Regions from separate parts of the Sus scrofa genome. Here region 2 is linked to region 1. Evidence: chromatin contacts called from public Hi-C data. All regions are on one chromosome and are shown on one strand. Each heading gives the region's core, a stretch centred on a gene start, on an enhancer-like site or on the middle of the called end of the contact. The rest is flanking DNA. Distances are from core to core; before and after follow the strand shown.

The links. Hi-C and Micro-C count contacts between places; a contact is called where the count stands out from the background.
Region 2: a Hi-C map of embryonic fibroblasts shows a contact between it and region 1, with 2.5 times the contacts expected there. The contact joins the enhancer-like site here to the promoter of THBS1 in region 1. A contact is called at or near these places in 1 of 5 promoter capture datasets (skeletal muscle) and 6 of 47 Hi-C or Micro-C datasets (adipocytes, blood, embryonic fibroblasts and 1 more).

The regions. Positions count from the first base shown.
Region 1 is chr1:131,742,766-131,747,481 of Sscrofa11.1, reverse strand. THBS1 (thrombospondin 1) reads left to right here and starts at 1,384. Exons shown (of 22, transcript NM_001244536.1): 1 at 1,384-1,535; 2 at 2,148-2,242; 3 at 2,502-3,061; 4 at 3,806-3,881; 5 at 4,171-4,370; 6 at 4,481-4,603. The coding sequence starts at 2,176.
Region 2 is chr1:131,803,969-131,809,202 of Sscrofa11.1, reverse strand. No RefSeq gene overlaps it. Among named protein-coding and RNA genes, the nearest start is that of THBS1, 60 kb to the right of the region's middle. Within about 2 kb of position 1,717, at least 8 of the 83 cell types and tissues checked have an H3K27ac peak or open chromatin away from gene starts, as enhancers often do.

The sequences.
Region 1 (4,716 bases), core at 135-2,634:
TGTGAGTGCTAAGGAGGGAAGTGAACCCCAGGGCTTTCCCTGGCTTGTGGCTGAGATCCTTATTTGGTGAAGTTACTACCTGTTCCCTGGGTCTGGGGGCCAGCCTCATGTGCTGGATCACAGCAGGGGAAGTGTGGCTGCTGACGTCCCAGCCCAAGAGATGAATGGAATTCCAAGCAGCTGGAGTCATGCTGGCTTGGGACCGGTGGCTTGGACACTAGATTTCCAATGACAGAAGCATGCAGCGGCAGCGCTCATGGCAATTGGTGCACCCACAGAAATGTAACCCACATCTCGGTTTCGGGAGCCGAAAAAATGAAAAGAACTTTGGGGTTGAAAAAAAAAGGGGGAAATAAAATGATAGGCAGAGGGTAATTTATGACTCTATGGGTCTGTTCTGTAAATAGTTCAAGACCCTGGAGCCAGATGGTGCTGCAAACCCTCCAAGCAGGAGTCACGTTAAGAAGCACGAGTGGGCACAAAAACTGTTTTTCAAGACACAATTTCAATTTTGGCTTGAGAGAAGTGGTAAAGAGCAAGTTTCCTTAACATTCCTGACTGAAAAGAAGCCATTTGCTCGCGTCCCCTAGATCAGAATTCGCATACCGCCCCCAAGCGGCCCGCTGTGGAAGCGCCGCAGCACTTGTGAGAAGAGACTTTTCTTCGCGGGAACTCGAGCGGCAAGCAGCTGCAGAAACGCTGCCCCGACGCGCGGTGGGAAGGCGAGCCCCATCCGTGGCCTGCTGGCCGGTGCGATACCGCACTCACGTCCCTCGAGGGGCAGGCAGGAGACAGAGTGGGAGGAGGGCAGGAGCGCGGCGCGAAGCTGACCGCGTGGTCCGCAAGTACCCAAGATGGATGGACAAGGGTCAACAAATACCCAACTCTTTCAAAGACTGGTCCCCTCTTGGTCCCATTTACCATGTCGGGCTTATTTTTTTCCATAAAATGGGCTCGATATCCAACAAGTGTCCACCCTTAGCCATCGCACAGGCATTCAAGGGAACAGGTTCCCCAACCCCCCGCTTGGGATCTCGGGTGGGTGGCCAGAGCCTCGTCCGCCCGGTATGAGCACACTGAGGACATCGGCCCGAGCGGCGCCACAGCCAAAGTGCTGAGTCCGTGAGCGCCAAGGCCGCGTGGGCGGGCACCTATTTTTCTGAGAAGTTCCAGTGCTTCTCGGCCCCGACACCCACCGCCCCCCTTCACCTTCTAACTGGAAAGTTGTGCGCCAGGCAGCGGGGGGCGGAGAGAGGAACCCAGACTGGCCCCCCTCCCGCTTCCTGCCCGGCCGCATCCTATTGGCTAGAGGAAACCCCAGGAATGTGAGCGCCCCTTTAAAAACCCGCGGCTCCGCCGCCTCACCAGCCACTGCACCCGGGCCGGCCGGCAAGCGCACTCCCCGGCGAATCTCCCTGCGCAGCCTCTGATACCGCGGCCTCCCGGGCGCACCGCTCTCCCCGCGCCTCTCCAGCGTTCCTCCGGTCGCTGTGTCCTTGCTTCCAGTCCCAGCTGCTGCACCCGTTTCCACACAGGTAAGGAGTCCCTGGGCGGCCGCCGAGGTCCAGTTCTGCCCTGGCCATACACCTGAAGCTACAGACTTTAGCTCCTGGCAGACCCCGGATCTCACACTTTTTGCCTTCCCCATCCTGAACCTCTCAGCCGCTGGAGGACTCTTCTCACGAAGAGCTTCAGAGCGATCTTCTCCAGCCTTGGGATTCAAAACCCAAATCGCCAGGGACACCCCAAGATTTTGTTCTTTTCCTCAAGTCCTTCCTAAACCTTTCTAAAAGTCCTCTAGAAAAATCTCTGCACCTTCATGCTGTCCCAGCTCCCCAAACTACATCTCCTGGTCCTGCTACTTACCTCACCTTCCCAAGGAAAAGCCCCCCCCGCCGCCCCCGGCTGCCTGTTATTGGTCTTGCCCCTACCACCACCTGAAAACCACAGTCTCCTCCCCTCAACTCCCTCATTTTCTTCCTTATGCTTTCTCCAGAGTCAATACTGTTGCCCCTCATTCCACCAAATGTGGGGGCCACGGGGCGGGGGGGCGTGTCCCTGAGGCTCTGGCCCCATGCCCAGCCAGTTTTGCTCACCCTCATTGATGGGCGGCCTCTGACCTGGGTTCTCTGTGCTTCCTGCTGCAGGCTCTCTGTTGGGCACAAACGCTCCACCATGGGGCTGGCCTGGGGACTCAGTGTCCTGTTTCTGTTGCATGTGTGTGGCTCCAACCGCATTCCAGGTAAGTCTGTATGATACCTTTTGAGGGGGGAGGGAAGAGGAGAAGGGAGGTCTGGTTACCCCAGGTGTGCCTCTTCCCGAGCCCTGGCTGAACCTCAGGATGCAGGTTCCCTCTGACCTGGTGTTGATTAAGCCCTTTCAGTGGCTGCAGGGAGTTTTCACCCCTGTCTTTCTGCCCCACCGGCCAGAGCTGAACCCCTACCTCCACCGCCCCCACCTAGAGGGCCCTGCTCACAGTGCTTCCTCCTCTTGTCTAACAGAGTCTGGGGGAGACAACAGCGTCTTTGACATCTTTGAACTCACCGGGGCTGCCCGAAAGGGCTCTGGGCGCCGACTAGTGAAGGGTCCTGACCCTTCCAGCCCAGCTTTCCGCATTGAGGATGCCAACCTGATCCCCCCTGTCCCTGATGACAAGTTCCAAGACCTAGTGGATGCTGTGCGAGCAGAGAAAGGTTTCCTCCTCCTGGCCTCCCTGAGGCAAATGAAGAAGACCCGGGGCACGCTGCTGGCCGTGGAGCGGAAAGACCATTCTGGCCAGGTCTTCAGCGTGGTCTCCAACGGCAAGGCGGGCACCCTGGACCTGAGCCTGACCGTGCAGGGGAAGCAGCAGGTGGTGTCAGTGGAGGAAGCCCTCCTGGCCACTGGTCAGTGGAAGAGCATCACCCTATTTGTGCAGGAGGACAGGGCCCAGCTGTACATCGACTGCGAGAAGATGGAGAATGCCGAGCTGGACGTTCCCATCCAAAGCATCTTCACCAGGGACCTGGCCAGCATCGCCAATCTCCGCATCGCAAAAGGAGGTGTCAATGACAATTTTCAGGTGAGGCTTCTTCCATTCCTGGTCCACAGGGCCGACTGCTAGGTAGCTGACTTGCCGAGAGGGCGGTGACAGGAGAGACCAGGGTTCCAGTAACAGGAAATACTGCCTGTGTGCACTAAAGCAGTGGTTCCCACTGTAGGTAGGGATGGGACCTAATAATTTGCATTTCTAACAAGTTCCAGGGTGAGGCTGGTATTGGTGTTCTGGGGACCAGACTTTGAAAACCACTGATGGAAACAAGAAACGGTTTTCCTCTAACAGCCTGTTCAAATCTTAAATACTCCTTATGCTCTTCTCAAAAAAGAACTTATTTCAGATGCATTCCACCAATTATAATATAACTTGAAGTGGATACTCACCACTTTGCTCTTTGATTCCTCATGGGGATGTAACCGGTCTCAAAAGGTTAAAATCACAGCTCTTTGCTGCTGCTTCTTCCTTGCTTAAATGTCTAGATCTTTGTAACTGTGGCTTTGAAACTCCCACATTTAACTCTTTGACACAGGAGAGTGTCATTATATCCTCCCGTCTTGGTATCAGGTTCCATTTCCTCTGTACCCAAGTAAGCTGGTAACTGAATTCTTTGTAAAACACTGACGACTTGGCAGAAGATACAAAAGGGAGTTCATTTAAACTTTTAGAGCATTGTGTGTTTTGCCTAGCATAAACAGTCTGCCCCCACCCTACTGACCCCCTGCCCCCCCACCCAACATTCTGCAAGCAATGTGTGTCCTCTGCCCACAGGGGGTGCTGCAAAACGTGAGGTTTGTCTTTGGAACCACACCAGAAGACATCCTCAGGAACAAAGGTTGCTCCAGCTGTAAGTATCCTATTTTTTTAGGGCACATGTAGAAACTGGGGCATTTCTACCTAAAACAAGCTGAGAAACTTAAGCAGTGGTGGTTGTGCATAAATTACACTGAGTAAAATAGTTAAGAGGTATACAAACATGACTCAAACAGCATTCCACACATCCATATCCCCTTCACCTCCAGCCCTTTCCCCAAATGAAATGTCTTTTATGATTAAAAACCCCAGGGATGGGCCAGTGAGAGCATCTGTTTGGAGATCTACAACTTTCCTCATTGCATTCCGTTGTTTCTTGGCAGCTACCAATGTCCTTCTCACCCTGGACAACAATGTGGTGAATGGGTCCAGCCCCGCCATCCGCACCAACTACATTGGCCACAAGACGAAGGATCTGCAAGCCATCTGCGGCATCTCCTGTGATGAGCTGTCCAGCATGGTCCTGGAGCTCAGGGGCCTGCGCACCATTGTGACCACGCTGCAGGACAGCATCCGCAAAGTGGTCAGTGGCCCTCGCCCCCGCCTGTTAGCATGAGCCCCTGAATGTGTATCACTAATGATGCCAACGATGGAAGTGAAATTGGACAGTAACAACCTTTTTCCTCTTTTCAGACTGAAGAGAACAAAGAGTTGGCCAGTGAGCTGAGGAGGCCCCCCCTCTGCTACCACAACGGAGTCCAGTATAGGAATAACGAGGAGTGGACAGTGGACAGCTGCACTGAGTGTCGTTGTCAGGTAAGTGGTCTCTACAGACAGAAACTCTAATCCATGACACATCTGAAGCCACAGGCTGTGGGGAAAGATCCAGATGGCCACACAGGCTCTTTTTATGTTCCGTGGCCTGATCC
Region 2 (5,234 bases), core at 468-2,967, 61 kb before region 1:
CTCAGCTCTGAGGCTGTACACCCTAGAGCTCCCTGCAACCACAGAGCAAACCCACATTTGCAGCCCGCTCCGGTCAGGGTGATCAGTTAGCTACTGCACTCTGACCCAGTGTAGATTTCAATGCATTTACTCATACTTTGTGAGCAGAAATTTCCTCTGAACTACCCCTCATTAACCACTCTTCCATACACCCACACAGATACACAACTACATACCACTAACCCTCCTTTTTCTTCTCCCCACCCAGGGAGAAAATCCAATGTCCCCATCCCATTGCTCAAGTCTATACTTGCTCTAATAGTGAGGAGGCAGCCTTCTACCTTCTGTTTCCTGTCTGTTTCCCAGACTCTTCTCCCTCTAGCTAGTCCTTCAGTGTGCTGGCTTCCTGGAATTCTGTCTTGGTCCCAGTCTTCTTCCCACCTGCACATTTCCCTCCCTTTCCAATGGCTCCACTCACATCTCTTTGCTCATGACTCTCAGATCTATAGCCCCAGGCAAGCTGTCTCTCCTATGACTGAGGTCCTGCATTTTCTTAGCTAGTTCATCTCCAGGACATGCCTCATTTTCTTCACTGGATCATGAGGTCCTCAGAGATGAGGGCCCTGCCTCATTCACCAGCATGTATCCATCCTTCAAGGCTTGCACCATAGGAGGCATTTCCTTTATCTTTTACTATAAGGCATGAATAAGTGAGTGATTGAATAAATGGATTCAGTGAATGTCTGTTGAATGAATAACAAATTAAGGCGAGACGAGAAAAAGACCTTCAGTAGGAGTAGCCACGTGTGGCTCTGTCCTCTCACCTAGAAAAGAATGTGCTGGAGAAAAGCCCATGGAATGCTGTATTCCATAAGCTGAAACAGATGTGCTGAGAAACTGGCACGGTCAAGTATGTTGGACAAACACGAGATTTTTAAAATTTCCAGCAGGACTCTTTGATCCTCTAATATGCTAATGTACAGTTCAAGTGTCCAAAAGAATACACTTTGCAGCATTTGTTAAATGTGTTTGAGTATATTTCTATCTCGGTTTGTGTACTGAATGTAAACCAGCTGTGCTGCAGACTGAGATTCTGCGGATAATTAAATGGGAAAAACCATGCTCTGGACCCTCAGATCTTTGACTAGTCACTGCATATGAGAATATAATTTTTTTTTCTTTTTTGGCCACCCCAAGGCATATGGGGTCCCCAGGTCAGGGATCAGATCGAAGCTGCGGTTGAGACCTACGCTGCAACTGCAGCAGATCCTTAACCCACTGTGCTGGGCCAGGGATCGAACCTGTGTCCCAGTGCTCCCAAGATGCCACCAGCTGTTGTGCCACAGTGGGAGCTCCTAAGAATATAATTTTAAAGATGACTTCAACCCAGTGGTAGTATTGGGAACACAGGATCTTTTCTAAGAACCACTCAGCAGGTCATGTAGACCACTTAGAATCTAAAGAGACTTTGGGCTTGGCCTGGAATGGACCACACCCCAGAGGGTTAGGGAGGAGGCGTGGATATGCTTCGGGGTCACACGGGTTCTCTATCAATCAGACCACCCCGTTACCCCACTTGCTATGTTGAACACTGCTTCTGCCCTGCCCTCCCCACCCCGCCCCCACCCCGCCCTGAGCAGAGTGACGTTTCAGTCATGAAGCCCACACACACTGGCTCTCCACTGCTGTTCCTCTCTGGGGCCTCAGGGTGGGGGCCACTCCTCACGCCACAGCAGCTGCAGGAAACACTGAGTGACATCACCTCCTGCTAAGCCAAGAAGCCTCCACAAGGTCAGGCCTGGAGCAGCCATCTTAACACAGAACACACACAAATAACCTACCTCTTTCCGCCCTGGGGAATGAGCCCCCAGCTCCAGGGAGCCCGGCTCTACATATGTGCCAGGTGATGTCAGGATTGGTGTCCTGGCTAGTCTGACCCTCCACAGGTGCTTCATTCACGGGCCACCACCCAGTCTCTAGCAGAGGGTGGCATGGGACATGGATGTCCAGCTCCAGACTTTCCCTCACGCTAAGCTACAAGGCCTTCAGGGGAAAGACTCACCCATTTTCTTGGATGGGGTTCTGGGGATGCTGGCCAATCAGAATGGGATAAATATGGGAGTAGGGTGGAGATAGAGAAGGGCTTCTCTAGAGACTTCTCTACAAATAAAATTTCCTGGCAGTTGCCTCTCTCCCTTCTATCCTTGTTATCCTTTGGGTCACGGAAAATCCTACACTGCTGGTCACATATAGGGATATGGTGGAAGATGTAAAGGCAAGCTGACTGGCTCGTGGAAAGGTAAGAATTGCTCTAGACAGTAAGAGAGACATTCCTGAAATGATCTGGACATCCTGACACCTAACGAGGGCTTCACTATTCCCTACCCTGTTTTTCCACAGCCAAGAGGCAAAGAGAGTTTGAAATCAGATTGTATTTTAGTTCCATGGAAAGAGAGCTTTTCTGTGGTTGTTTGCGTTCAGCTGCTGACAGAGTCGGCCCTGCCTTTGCATCACAGATAGGAAATGGACATGGCTAAAATCAACTTATTTCTTTGAACCCCTCAAAAGAAAAGGTTGTAATAGGAGGTCAATGTTTCAATTCCCCGTAACTTTCTCATCTGAATCTTCTAAGGGCTAAAGCCTTTTCTATGTCAGGAGGTATGTGTTTATCTGCCTGATGAGAGGGGCTCCCAGGGACTCAACAGGGATACCATGGAAAGAGGTCCCCTTCAAAGGAAGAAGTCCCTTTAGAACTTGGATATTCACATCAAATCTACTGACTGATGCTGATGGAGGGGGCTTGTCAAGGAAAGGCAGGAGATAGGAAGACGGGAAGGGAGAGGAAAAAAAGTAAAGTGGAGAGAGGAAAAGGAGGAAAGGGAAGGAAGAAAACTGAGTCTAGTCAGGAGCCCACTGGATTTTATAAATCAGTCACAGAAATACTGAAACCTGGCTCTTCCGAAAATGAAAGAGGCTTCCCTGCTTTTCCTGTGAGTGAGGCCCTGGCCCAGCCAGCCTCCAGACTGAGGAGAGCTGGGTGGCCATCTGAGCTACAGTCTGCAATCCTGATGGTCTGCATGGCAGGGGCTGCACTCCAAGCATGGCTGCTCTGAGGGGCCCCTGGAGGGCCTGCTGCTGCTGGTCAGGCATAGTCCTCAGAAAGCTGGGTCACTGCACGATTATTCCCTTCAGAATTCCATGAGCAGTCCTCACAAGAATGGCGGGGGGCAGGGTGGGTGGACCAAAGGTTTGAATCTAGACTCCAAAAACAATATGCCAGCAATTTATTTTTCCTCACTTTCTTTGGGAAACCGCAGAGGAAAGTCACCTCCTAGTAAAGGTTCCTGCATGTGAGGGACCCAATCCCTTCGTGGCTCCCCAGGCCTGTGCCAGGCAAACAAAACCCATGCCTAAGCTTGGACCCAAACAAAAGAATCATCCCTACCTGACGTCAATAGCCGCTCAGTGGGAAGAGCCAGACTAAGAACAGAAATGCCTCATCCTCAGCCCATGTGGGGCCAGCATTGTGTCCATCTGTCACCAGCTACCCTGCGACACACCATCCCTAAGCTAGTTCAGCCCACAGCCTTCTCTCCTGCAGGCTCCAGCCTTCCCCTACACTTTTGTCACCCCCAGGCAGAACAAAACAGCTCCATTCCTGGGAACTCGTCCAGTTGCTGACTTGAGAGGGTACTTGAGCAGCCGTTGTTGCAACAGACTAAAGCATGGGCCTTGGAGTCAGACAGCCTGGATACAAATCCCAGCTCTGTACTTACTGGCTGATGACCTTGGCAAAGTCACTTAACCTCTCTGAGACTCAGTCTTCCCATGCCTGAAGTAGTGATAACAATAACAGGGCCGTTACATGGAAGTTAAATTGGGTCACCTCTTTGAGAGCAGAGTCTGTTTTATCTAACAATGTTTAGCACTGAGTAAATGTTTATTGAATACATACAAAATGCTTTCCACAGTATTTAGCTGTGTTTAGTGTTTAGAAGGCTGCCATAAGTGGATAGGATTATCTTCCTTATCATTATTTTCTACCTCTCCTCACATGGAGGAGCTTATTTTGGCCACTGTATCAGTCGGGCCCTGGCAGGAAACAGTGCGTTCCAGTTGAGGAGAGTTTCATGAAGGAAGCATCTGGAAGAGTGGGGTCAGGGATAAGGGAACCAGTAGGGAATAGTTAAATACTTCGGAACCAGCAGCGACAGAAAGATGCCACCTGCGCTAAACCTGAAGGGCTCTGATACCAGAACCCTGAGAGAGAGCCGTAGCTGAGAGGACAGCTCCAGAGGCACTAATTTATTGAGTGGAGGAGTAGTGCACGCAGCAGCAGGAGAAAGAAAGCCCCATCCATTTTCTCCTGCCACCGTATGATCTCCTGATGATGCCTCTCAGTGGCCAAACCCATTGCTCCCTGATGAGGTCCACAGAGATCAGTCACCCAGGACGCGTGCAGAGGGTGGGACTGGGTGGGGGTACAAAAGAGAAGACCCAGGACAGCCAGGAAACATCCAAAGGGTGTATGCTCAGGTCCAACTTTCCTAATCTGCAAAGGTTCTTCAGCAGATTTATACCACAAAAGACAAGATCTTCTCCAAAAATCTGAGGCCAGCAGGAGACTTTGAGATTTCACCTTGTGTTTCTTCCTGTCACGGGACTCTAAACATCTGGAGCCCAGCTGTTCCATGCAGTAGATTCCACAACTTATCATGTGTTTGCTGCCCTTCCTCATACTATAAATTTCTATGTGGAAAATCCAGCAATAAATATATGCACTTACTGTGCTCTGGGGGAAGAAAAGGTGAATCTGGACGTGAATGACCTACAGATAATTTTTTAATGTTTGCAATATCCAGGTAATGTTTTAAATAAAAATTATTTTCATTAATACATGTCATATTTAAAATCTATTCATATTTGCATATAATGGGTGGGGTTTTCATCCTCCCATCCACTTCTGTGCTCTACTTTATACTGCATTGTAAAAAGATTTAAATATATCCTAGACTTGAAGAACTAAATTAGTTCACTTTTCATTTTCTGATATATCTGTGGCAGGGGATAAGCTGTGTGAGTGATCAGAAGCCAGCTCTGTAGAGACCACCTGGTCCTTGAAAGCCAGGATCATTCACTTTCCAAATACTGTGCTGTTAGGCGGGTGGATGTCCTGCTAACTGGTATCCAACCCCACTACACAATAGCTGCTAGGAGGCCCAACGTCTTTAATGGACCTGGAACACAGTGCTGAC